3 separate regions of the Mus musculus genome follow, and regions 2 and 3 are each linked to region 1. Evidence: chromatin contacts called from public ChIA-PET and HiChIP or PLAC-seq data. All regions are on one chromosome and are shown on one strand. The core of a region is the stretch at or near the end of the contact, and the rest is flanking DNA. Distances in the headings are between cores, read along the strand shown.

The links. ChIA-PET counts read pairs in DNA pulled down with a chosen protein or histone mark. HiChIP or PLAC-seq counts read pairs in DNA pulled down with a chosen protein or histone mark.
Region 2: an RNA polymerase II ChIA-PET map of memory CD8 T cells shows a contact between it and region 1, with 14 read pairs. The contact joins the enhancer-like site here to the promoter of Nrip1 in region 1. A contact is called at or near these places in 1 of 39 promoter capture datasets (hippocampal neurons), 1 of 484 Hi-C or Micro-C datasets (regulatory T cells), 7 of 115 datasets of contacts at active chromatin or transcription factors (bone marrow-derived macrophages, effector CD8 T cells, embryonic limb bud and 4 more) and 2 of 9 other capture datasets (adipose tissue and macrophages).
Region 3: a contact with region 1 is called in an H3K4me3 HiChIP or PLAC-seq map of bone marrow-derived macrophages, with 5 times the contacts expected there. The contact joins the enhancer-like site here to the promoter of Nrip1 in region 1. A contact is called at or near these places in 8 of 39 promoter capture datasets (the 3T3-L1 cell line, the C10 cell line, cranial neural crest and 5 more), 2 of 484 Hi-C or Micro-C datasets (bone marrow-derived macrophages and ventricular fibroblasts), 7 of 115 datasets of contacts at active chromatin or transcription factors (the 230-238 cell line, bone marrow-derived macrophages, embryonic forebrain and 3 more) and 1 of 9 other capture datasets (macrophages).

The regions. Positions count from the first base shown.
Region 1 is chr16:76,371,695-76,375,159 of GRCm38.p6, forward strand. It overlaps Nrip1 (nuclear receptor interacting protein 1), which reads right to left and starts at 1,355. Exons shown (of 4, transcript NM_173440.3): 1 at 1,178-1,355.
Region 2 is chr16:75,854,145-75,857,366 of GRCm38.p6, forward strand. No RefSeq gene overlaps it. Among named protein-coding and RNA genes, the nearest start is that of Samsn1, 54 kb to the right of the region's middle. Within about 2 kb of position 1,752, at least 95 of the 459 cell types and tissues checked have an H3K27ac peak or open chromatin away from gene starts, as enhancers often do. A contact at or near this core is called in adipose tissue, bone marrow-derived macrophages, effector CD8 T cells and 3 more, where this site is marked.
Region 3 is chr16:75,716,102-75,719,510 of GRCm38.p6, forward strand. No RefSeq gene overlaps it. Among named protein-coding and RNA genes, the nearest start is that of Gm41474, 35 kb to the left of the region's middle. Within about 2 kb of position 1,495, at least 55 of the 459 cell types and tissues checked have an H3K27ac peak or open chromatin away from gene starts, as enhancers often do. A contact at or near this core is called in bone marrow-derived macrophages and pancreatic cancer cells, where this site is marked.

The sequences.
Region 1 (3,465 bases), core at 105-2,604:
TGCCAATCTTGGTTTACTTTTAGTCTGTCTCTCTTTCTCTAAAAACACGGTTTTCCTTCAGTGTCACAATCAGCTTACATGAGCAGACAAACTCCAGCCTGGTGCCACAAAAAAATGAGTTAAAAGTTCTTGCACCTAATCATGTCCGGACTTTCCCCCAACTAAAATGACCCATTAATTAAAACAACAACGACGACGACAAAGTATTTTAACGTGAAATTACCTAACGTTCCGTTTTTCGTTTACGACCTCCAGAATCCAGTTAAATTACTGACATGATGGAAGGTAGAAACTCCTGGAATGCCTTAGAGATCAACATGTGTCAGACTCTCTGCCTGTCCGCCTTTTAAACACAGTGGATTCCTTTGTTCCTTCAGTCTGAATATCAACTCCTGATTAAAATTTGGAAAGTACTTTGGAAAGGGATAGGAGGGTCTGGGGAATGTTTGCACGCTAGAGGGTTTCTTCTAACAACAATAGTATTAAAGGAGGACAGTGGCACCAGAGAGGAGAGCGGTCTCCCCGGACTTTACCAGGCTCATGCGAGTGAACCCCCTCTCGGATGCTGGGGGAACTGGGCTGAGGCCTCGGGTGCAAGGAGCCTCGCCCTCCCTCGGCAAGCGGGGAGCTCGTGCCCAGCAGGCCGGGCCTGGGGCTCAGTGCTGCCCCTTCTCCGAGTCACTTTTCCCGGCCGGGGATCGGCGAGCACCGCGCAAGGGAGACGGCAGCGATAGGCGGGGAGCAGCGCGGGCGCCACCGAGAGCACCGCTGGGCGGCAGGACCGAGCGGCGCGGCAGCCAGCGCCCGGGGCTCGGGGCCAACGGGGGCAGCTGGGCGGGCGAGCTCGACCGGGGCCCCGCGACCCGGCCACCCGCGTGGGTCCCGGCGCAGAACACCCAGGGCGGCTGCGCCCCTCGCGCCAAGGCTGGCACGGACGAGCCCGCGGCTGGGAACTCCACAACTTGGCGGCTGCGCCGGCCGGGCCCGCGAGTTCCAGGGGAGAGCCGGAGCGGGGCGCGGCGGAGGGCTGTCCCCGGGATCCGTGTTCCCGGAGCTCCCCGCGGGCCTCCCCCGGCCTCCGCCGCCTCCACGGGCCGCGCACCCAGGCCGTGCCCGGGCGGCGCGGCGTCCGCTCCCGCGAGCTCCGCACGGAGCCCGGGCCGCGATTGCCACTCACCGAGGCCGCCGCGGCTCCGGGCCGCCGATCCGCGTCGCTCCCTCCTTCCCAGGTTAGCCGTGCCCTGCGGCCGCGCGAGGCCACGGGCGCTGCGCTCGGGCGGGCTGGGGCCGGCTCGTCCTCCGCCTGCGCCGCGGTCGCCGTCGCCTCCCGAGTTCGGGGCTCTGCTGCAATGTCTGCGAGGCTGACTTTGAGCGCCTCGCTCGCCGCCCGCCCGCCGCAGCCGCGCTCCTCCCTCCGCCGCCGACTTCGCGGCGGCCGGGTCCCTCCCCTCGCTGCTCCACGCCATTCAGCTCTTCAGCCAAGTTTCTTAACCCTTTTCTGCCCCTCCCTCCCATTGTCACCCGGGCCGAGCGCGCACCCGGAGGCTCGGCGGAGCCGGGGAGCCCACCGGGCGTCTGCAGGCCTCCTCGCCGGTGCTCCGGGTGGGGGTCCGGGACTGATCGGCCTTGAAGGCAGAGAGAGGACGCGGTTGGACCCGGAGAAGGAGGGGGTGCTGTGCTTCCCGAGCCGGCGCCCTGGCTTCCCAGCCCCGTCCAGCCAGCCGCCTGGACAGATTCCCCGCTAGGGGCCAGGCGATCGCCCATGTCACCCGTGCCGGGGCAAACGCTGGGGGCACCACAGGGGCGTCGGGGCACCTTAATCCTACCCCAGGTTCCCCAGCCTACGTGCTGGCACCTTAAGTGTCTCCCTTTCTCCCGTTTCACCCCACAAACACGCGTTCTTTTGGCGCCCTTTACCCACCCTCAATTTCCACCTCCTTAAAATCTGTGTCCCGCTCAAATCCCGGAAGCTGCGGCGCTGTATAACTCTAGGTCATTTTGACCCCATGCTCAGCACCTAGTAGGACCCAGTGATAAATATGGCATGATTCCAAGCGGAAAACTGGAAAGGAGACCTGAGGAGTGCACAGCTAGCTCCCTAGACGGACGCAGGACCCAGGAACCTGGTTTCTCTTCTGCTGCTTTGTCACTGCGAAGTCTCCAGCAGGGTCTGCCCGCCAAACTGCACCACCCCCAGGAAGGATCTGACCCAACAGGACTAGGAGATGGGCTGTCACTTCTTTAAAGCAGCTCTTGCTGGGTTCAGAGTCTCAATAAATAACAATTACATCATATAGCCAGGGTGGCAATGCAGGGAAACTTGGGTTTCCTGCAGCCTGGTCTCGCTGAACCCGCCTCTAAATTTGAGGTGGGCTAACAGATTGGTGAGGCGAGAAAGTGGAGGGAGGAGAGAAAAATAAGAAACCATGATCTCTTCCTCGCCTTGTGTTTTCTGCTTTTAAAACCTATTCTCTCTACTCCCTTCATATCTTACTTGTGAAGCCTCCTTTTAACGCTCCCCCTACCCCAGATGTCTCTGTCTCGTTTGTTTTTGACTCTAGTCATGAAAAGAATTACCTGCGGGAAGACTTGTGGTTGCAGAAGTTGTTTTTGTTTGACATTAAAAAAAAAAAAAAAAGGCTAAAGTACATCTTCGATTCACCCTAAACTCTGAAGTGCTATCCCTGCCTTAAAATACTTACTAAGACAATTTTGTGGATGAAGCTTTCTACTCTCATATGTTTTCATATCCTTAAGAATTTCGGTAGCATTTGGAAGCAGTTATTGATGCACACCAAAACCAAAAATTATCCAAGTGACCCAACCGTATTCTTTACTGTTATATAATAGCTCTATAGCTATTTTTCGGATTTTTCAAATGAAAAACGTCTGGGGTATCTTCCCAATCTTTAAAGTAAAGGCAATTTTTCAAATCAATTCTTAATAAAGCTATATTCTAGCACAGTCCTGAGCACATGCAGGAAATATTTTCCTTAATGGCGATGATGGTGCATTTTAAAATACTTATTATCTGTCCTCCTAGTGACTCACCTATGCAATCTGTTGTCATCTAAGGTAGTGTCAATCTCATGTAACAGCATAGCACTCGCATATGCCGCAGTTCAAAATCTGCTTAAAGCAAATTAGTAAAGGCAGCATTAATCCCAGGCATCATTACCTGTCCGGCATCATTTATCCGGGATTGACAAAAAGCAAATAATTGCAAATTAAATGACCAGCATAATTGTAACTTATTAGCTCTTTAGTTTTTTTTTTTTTTGTAAATATTATACAAAGACATTCTAAATGTATCCCAATTTAATGTGCCATTTTTTTAAATTCAATGTCAGTTTTATTAAAAGGCATCGTTGTGGTAGACTATAGCAGATTCAACAAATGCTTTCATTTAGCCAAGGTGGTACTGGCCTGTAATCCCAACTACTGGGAGGCTGAGACAGGAAGTGG
Region 2 (3,222 bases), core at 502-3,001, 520 kb before region 1:
ATTGAGCTTCAGAGAAAGATGATCCTTTTACATTACATATGGATATAAGAGAGCGAACGACTTGATGAATTGCAAACAAGTATAATTTATATGGACAAAGTATGCCAGAAGTGGTTTTCACCCCCATCTTCCTCTGCAAATGCTGCGTAGGGTTCCTGCCCATTTTATTGGCCTGGTGCCCAAAAACTTAAAAGAGAAAATGATCCTTAGCCATGTGCATCACTATTCCACTCCTGCCCTATGAAGAAACAGTGTTCTGCTCTTGGGCATACATGGGATCCCAGAAGGTCCAAGATATCACAGAATCTGCTAAACCCAGCTTTCATTCCTTTATAGTTTTTACATTTGTAAAATATAACACAGAACAAAACTAAGTGTTGCAAATGGACACATGAGAAGTTTTCATGATGCAGATGTGGAAGTGGGGTAATGGAAAGCCCATATACATTCTTTGTAACATGTTAGCATTTTGATAGCCCATGGAATCTTATGCCCCAATGTGCACAGGCTCCATATATATGCAAATACTCACATTAACAGTGCCTTCTTAAGGGATTCTCTGTTGCCCATTGCTCAATCAATTGAGGCTCTGTCATTTGTGAGAAACCAAGGCCCATGACACTAACAATCCCAATTTTAATTTTTCATTCATTAAAATAAATAATAATTTATATATTTAATAATTCATTCTTAAAATTATTCCTTTCATGTCCAAGAGTGTTGAACCAAGGCTGAGTGCAGTATTGTGTCTTTCTGAACTGATCAGGTGCAAACAATGAAATAATGTGTCAGGTAAAACTTATGAGCTGAGTTCTCTATGAGCTGACTCTCTTTCATTGCTTCTGGACAGCAAAATTGTTCTTTAGATCTCAGGCCATTTATGTATGAAAAATTTCAAGATACTATGAGTAAATACCTGTATGATTATACAGTGATTACTGCTTCTATCTTTCGACTAGAACTTAGTGGGGGGAAATGAAGTTGTATATATAAAAATTGTAGTGGCTTTCATACAAATACTACCTGGATTGTATTGAGTACTTCATATATACATCCTATAATTTATACCACTTTTAGATTTAAAAAGATCACCTTTTTGTGATAAATGCTTGAATATTGTCACACAGTTCTTGAAAGCAGATGACTCAACTCCATAACCTTTAGTTTATAGGCATACATACACAAAGAGTGTGCAGAGGAATTCCGCAGTTACATGGAGGTTGAACAAAATTAGGGTTAGTTCTATTTGATTTCCCACAGCTCAAACACCTATCAAAGTAAACCTCTAGCTAGGTTTTATTGACTAATCTCTGAAACTTTTCATAAATTTAGTAGGGCCACTCCCTCTATCAAGAGTATTGGAAGCCTCAATGCTACTTAGATAGGAGCGCTTTTGGTGGCAGTATAGAGCAGTGCTGCGTAAGAGGAGGGGTTATCTAAAATGTCATCATATATTGTTCTCAGAACCTAACGCTTACAGCGGAAATTTCTCAACATTAAATGTCATCATTTTGCCACACTCAGGAAGTTGCAAAACACGTAGCTATAACCTCAGTGCAATGGAACATGACTGAAACCTAATAGTCAGCTACTGAGCACTCTTTTTAGTTTTCTTTCCGTCGATCTCTCTTAGCAATCTGATTAAAAAAAATAAAAAGTCACTAATAACACACTTTAGTTAAAGATACTGTTCAGGTTCATACATATCAGTTATAGAGTTGATGGAAAACCAGAACCGAAATGGTCTGAATTTTGTATTTATCAAAAAACAAACAAAGTAAAAAACCTGAACTTGATCTGATGGGGCAGGCCTGTAATTCTAGTAACTCAGGAGGCAGGGGCAGGGGGATCACAAAGAATAAGGCCATTCTGAACCTTATGTAGACAGACAGACAGACAAGAAGAGACAGAAACAGTGAGAGAAAGACACACACACACACACACACACAGAGAGAGAGAGAGAGAGAGAGAGAGAGAGAGAGAGACAGAGAGAGACAGAGAGAGAGACATCGAGAGATAGAGAGGCAGAGAGGCAGAGAGAGACAGAGGGGCAGGAGTGATACAGTTCTTGCCGTATATATACATGCTGTAGGATTTAGCCCCAAGGACTGAATATTGCTGTTATATTAGAACATTTTATTTATTTAATGGGAATAAATTTTCTCTAGCCTTCTCTACTGTCAGAGCTAAATTTGCTAATATCAGAAACCTCTGGGATAAGTTAATCGCTGCATACTAGAGAGGGTTTACAGCTGTATAAAGCTACCTGGGAACTACTAGCTCAAACAGCTAGATTCTGCTGTCTTCCTGATGCACATTCTTTGGTCCAAAAGACCTTTATTGAACCAGTTTAAGTAATGAATGTGATTGGGCAACTTGCCAGGTTTGAACCTTCAGAACCAATAAGAATATCCTGTAAATATTAACTTCATGGCTTTCTGACTCTTCTCATCTGCTCTTAAAGAGCCCAGACTTTCTTCTAGAAAAGGCAGCAGGACATAGAGTTTTGCATAAGGTCTTTCTTGCTTTTCTGCGTTGCTCCAGTCAGTGCTCTGTGTATGGGCAGTGGGTGAGAACCTGATCTCTTTCTTCTGATTTGACCTCTTTGGCACTGATCACACTGATGCCAGACTCACTCCTGTAGGTGTGTCCTCATCAGCTCTTTCTCCTGGCTACTTAACACTTCTTCAGTTTTGTTTGTTTATTTTGTTTTTGTTTTGTTTTGTTTTGTTTTTAACTTTTCTCTTTTCTCCCTTTTGTAAGAACTCAGACTTTCTTTGCTTGTATCTCCCCAAAGCCTCTTTAGAATATCCCTAAATCCTCAACTGGCATGAAACTTTCATTTTCAAGGGATAGAAATTGGGAAAAAGTTTTACTCATTAGGAATAGACTGGCATTGTTTTGTTATTCTGTAGTTACTTTCCAATCTAGAATTTCCTCGCCTTGCCATAAAAAAGTTACGTTCTTTTAAACAACATGAGAGAGTAGGGGTAGGGCAGTTTAAAAATTAATGACATTAGTGCCTGTGCTGTGTCCAAGAACAGTTTCTAGACTAGTCTGCTAACAGTGGTCACCACAGTCAGGAAAACACCGGGTTTGCTGGGAAGGAAAGAGATGCACATGCAACACACTTGATGTGGGGATGTTGGTGAGATTAGGTGTGTTAAAGATGCCGGAGACTAAAACTATTGGGTTGTTCTCAGCATTCAGAATATTTTACCT
Region 3 (3,409 bases), core at 245-2,744, 660 kb before region 1:
TATGCCTTACTCAGGGTGTACCAGGTATTAAATACCTTTTGCAAGAAGGAACGCCCAGGAAGAGAAGCTCATTGGCTGAATGCTTGGGGCCTATCTAGATGCTACATTAACATAGAGAACTCCAGGTTTTTATGCTACATGACTGATTGCCATGGTTCTCTCAGTGGGGCGCTGTGGTTACATGTTCCAGAGGGAGTAGAGTTAGGCAGGGAGTTGGCCCCACTCCTACTGTTCTCAAATCTGAGATTCACCAGGTTTGGTCTCATTCAACCTTACCAGTCCACTTATCCCACAGAATAACATATCTAAAGATGATAATATTTGTAGTTCATAGAAATATAGGGGAGTATGTTAGTATAGATAATATTTGCAAAGTTTTAGATAATTTTCAGGTAATCTTTAATTAATGTATAAGAATGTAAAATCCCCAAAGATATAATTAAGAATACATTGAAATGGTTAAAGAAGTCATATGTTCACAATCCTTAGTATCTGAATTTCTAATTCCGTATTAATTCAGTTTGACAATCACTGATTTAGAATAATAAGGAACATAAAATAGAATGACTTGTGGAACTACCTGGATTTTGAACAAACCCTGTCTGTAACGAATCTTCAGCAATCACATATGTGTATGGTGAATGAAGAAAGGGTAAAGTATTTGTCCATGCATCCTCTTGCCTGTAGAGATTTCTTCATTGTGTTTATTATAAAGCACTTAAAATTGTATAGTTCAATAGGTATCAGTTATGGGAGTTCTCTGATTCTTTGGTAGAATTCTGGGGGTTACTTATTTATACTATCATATCATCTGCAAATACCAATATATTGATTTTTTTCCTTTCCAATTTGTATCCTCTTGATATCTTAAGTTCTATTATAACTCTTGCTAAAACTCCAAGTACTGAATAAATATGGAAAGAGTGAACAGTCTCGATTTTAGTGGAATTGTTTTGTTTCTGTCCATTTAATTTGACATTGGCTATTGGCTTGCTATGTAGTGCCTTTATGTATTGTGTTTGGATAAGGAGACTGTATGCCTGATCTCTCCAAGACTTTTATCATGAAGAGGTGTGATATTTTGTTAAAGGCTTCTTCAGCACCTACTGAGATTATCATGTAGGTTTTTTTTTCCATGTTTCTTTCTATGGTGGATTACATTGAATTTCATATTAGTTCATGGATCTCTTAGGTCAGACTTTTTCCTACAAACAAATTTGAAAACGACATATCTTTAAAGTGTGGATCAATACAATACTTTTTTTGTTCCTATCATCTGACCATTTTACTTGTCTAATATTATACCAATAATGGCATCAGAGGCATAATCTTAGGTTAAAAAGAATATAAAGCCTAGCTCAGTGAGACAACTTAATTTTCTTATGTAGACAGCATGTTAATAAAAAAAAAATTAGAACAGGGCTGAGTTGGATGTCACAGAAAGGAGCAGCTAGCTCATGTCAGCTGTGTGTAGTAGATAAGAGTTGCATGAGCAGCCAGCTCACAGCAGCTCTCCAGCTCATGTCAGCTCAGTGGAGAGCAAATAAAAATGAAGTGCTATGTAATGATGTAAGGCTAGGGAGTGACTGCCCCTTGTAGCTAATAAAAACAGAAGCTCACAGCAGGCAGGAGGAAACCTTGATACTTCCACAGTGAAGATTGTCATACTATCTGGCTCTCTGACCAGAGGAAAACTGACTGCCACCCTGGCTGCATGGAGATGAGAGGATCCAGAGGAAAAAGCTGCCACCTGGGACACTCTGAGTAAGGGACAGTTTGAGTGCAAGCCTTTAGGCCACTTGCTCATTGCTCAAATACCCCATGCACGTGTTGTAAACTGACATTAGTCATTGTGGTGATGAGCCAGCCTTGCTTGTGAGTCTCTCCGCCACTTCCTTCTGAGTCAGGCACTCTATGCATGTGTTGTGAACTGATACTTGCCATTGTAGTGAATAACCCTTGAGATCAAACATTATCTGGACTCTGTCTCTCCTTCCCAGCCTTAAGCTGGTCATGGATCATGACAGTTGGCATAGTTGGCATCATTTTACCATAAGGCAAAATCCTGAGAAGGAAACTGGACCCTCTAAGGACCATAGTAGTCCCAATTATTCTAAGTTTCACCAAATTGGTAATGGCCTCTGGTTGTACAAAATTAATTACAGCCCAGGTGCAGAACTAGCCAGAGCTGTAAGGAAGAAAGTGAAAGAAGGGATCACCACCCCAAAGCCTACTGCTGTTGAAGCCAACTGCTGCTGAGGTGGTAGGAAGAGCCAGGGTGCAGGTTGAAGGACCTCATCATTAGCTGATCACCAATACTCTGATCCCAACTGCTGCATTCGAGGTAGAGAGAGTGAAAGGTGCAGGGAAAGAATATTACCAGCACCTGGATGCCAACTGCTGCCTATGTAGCAGGAAGAGGGGAAGGTACAGGAAAACCCATCCGAGAATGCCTAGCCAAATGCCTCATGAGAAGGGCAGATAAATTATTGGAAAAAGTAGTAAGAAAGCTACCCCCAAATTCACTTTGGGTAGTATATAAAAAAAGAAAACTATTAAATCTCTATACTCCCTAGCATATATATTAACATCAGAATGAAGGAACTAGTTAGTGGCTTCAAAACCACGGAAGGGAGTTCAGATGCCACAGATCCACAGAGAGAAAATGGTTTGGAACAACCAAAAGAAACTTGGGTTTAAGGAAGTGAAGATTGAGGTACCTCTAACAAATCCACAAGTAGTAGAGCCACTGCTAGAGCACACGGCTAGTAAAGAAGTCCCAGCAATACTTATGAAAACCATAGTGGACATAGATAAAGACAGCTAATATAACTAAGAAATGGAGGGGCTGGCAAACAATCCCATTAAAGATGTTACTCTAACCCCGGACCTAGGCAAGACAGCCATATCCCTCACAGTGACATCTTGGAAGGTTAATATATCTAGATGATTCATATTATTTGGTAATAGAGATGAGAAGCAAATAGAAATTAGACCATACACACCTCAAGAAATAAGTCAATTGAGCCAAGAATATGCCCATGATGGAATGAAGGATGCATCCTATAAGATAAAGCTCTGAGGAAAAAAAGAGCAGACACATAATGCTGTCAGAACTAGAGATGAGGAAAATTAAGAATATAGTAGAGAAAACCAGCAGTGTATGAAGCTTTAGAGAAAGTTCTAGACACTGCTTGAGACGATGTACACCCTCTCCTGGGCTGGATAACCACAGCCTGGATGTATATGCATTTCTATCCTTAGACCTTACACAATTTGAAGCAGCAGCAAAATGGAACACTTTCCAAGAAGAGGCCATTCAGCTAGTGAGAAAACTAGGAGTATGGTTTATATATAATGAAGTAGTTACACCATAGGCTGCTCCATTTTTACGACAATTCAAAACAAT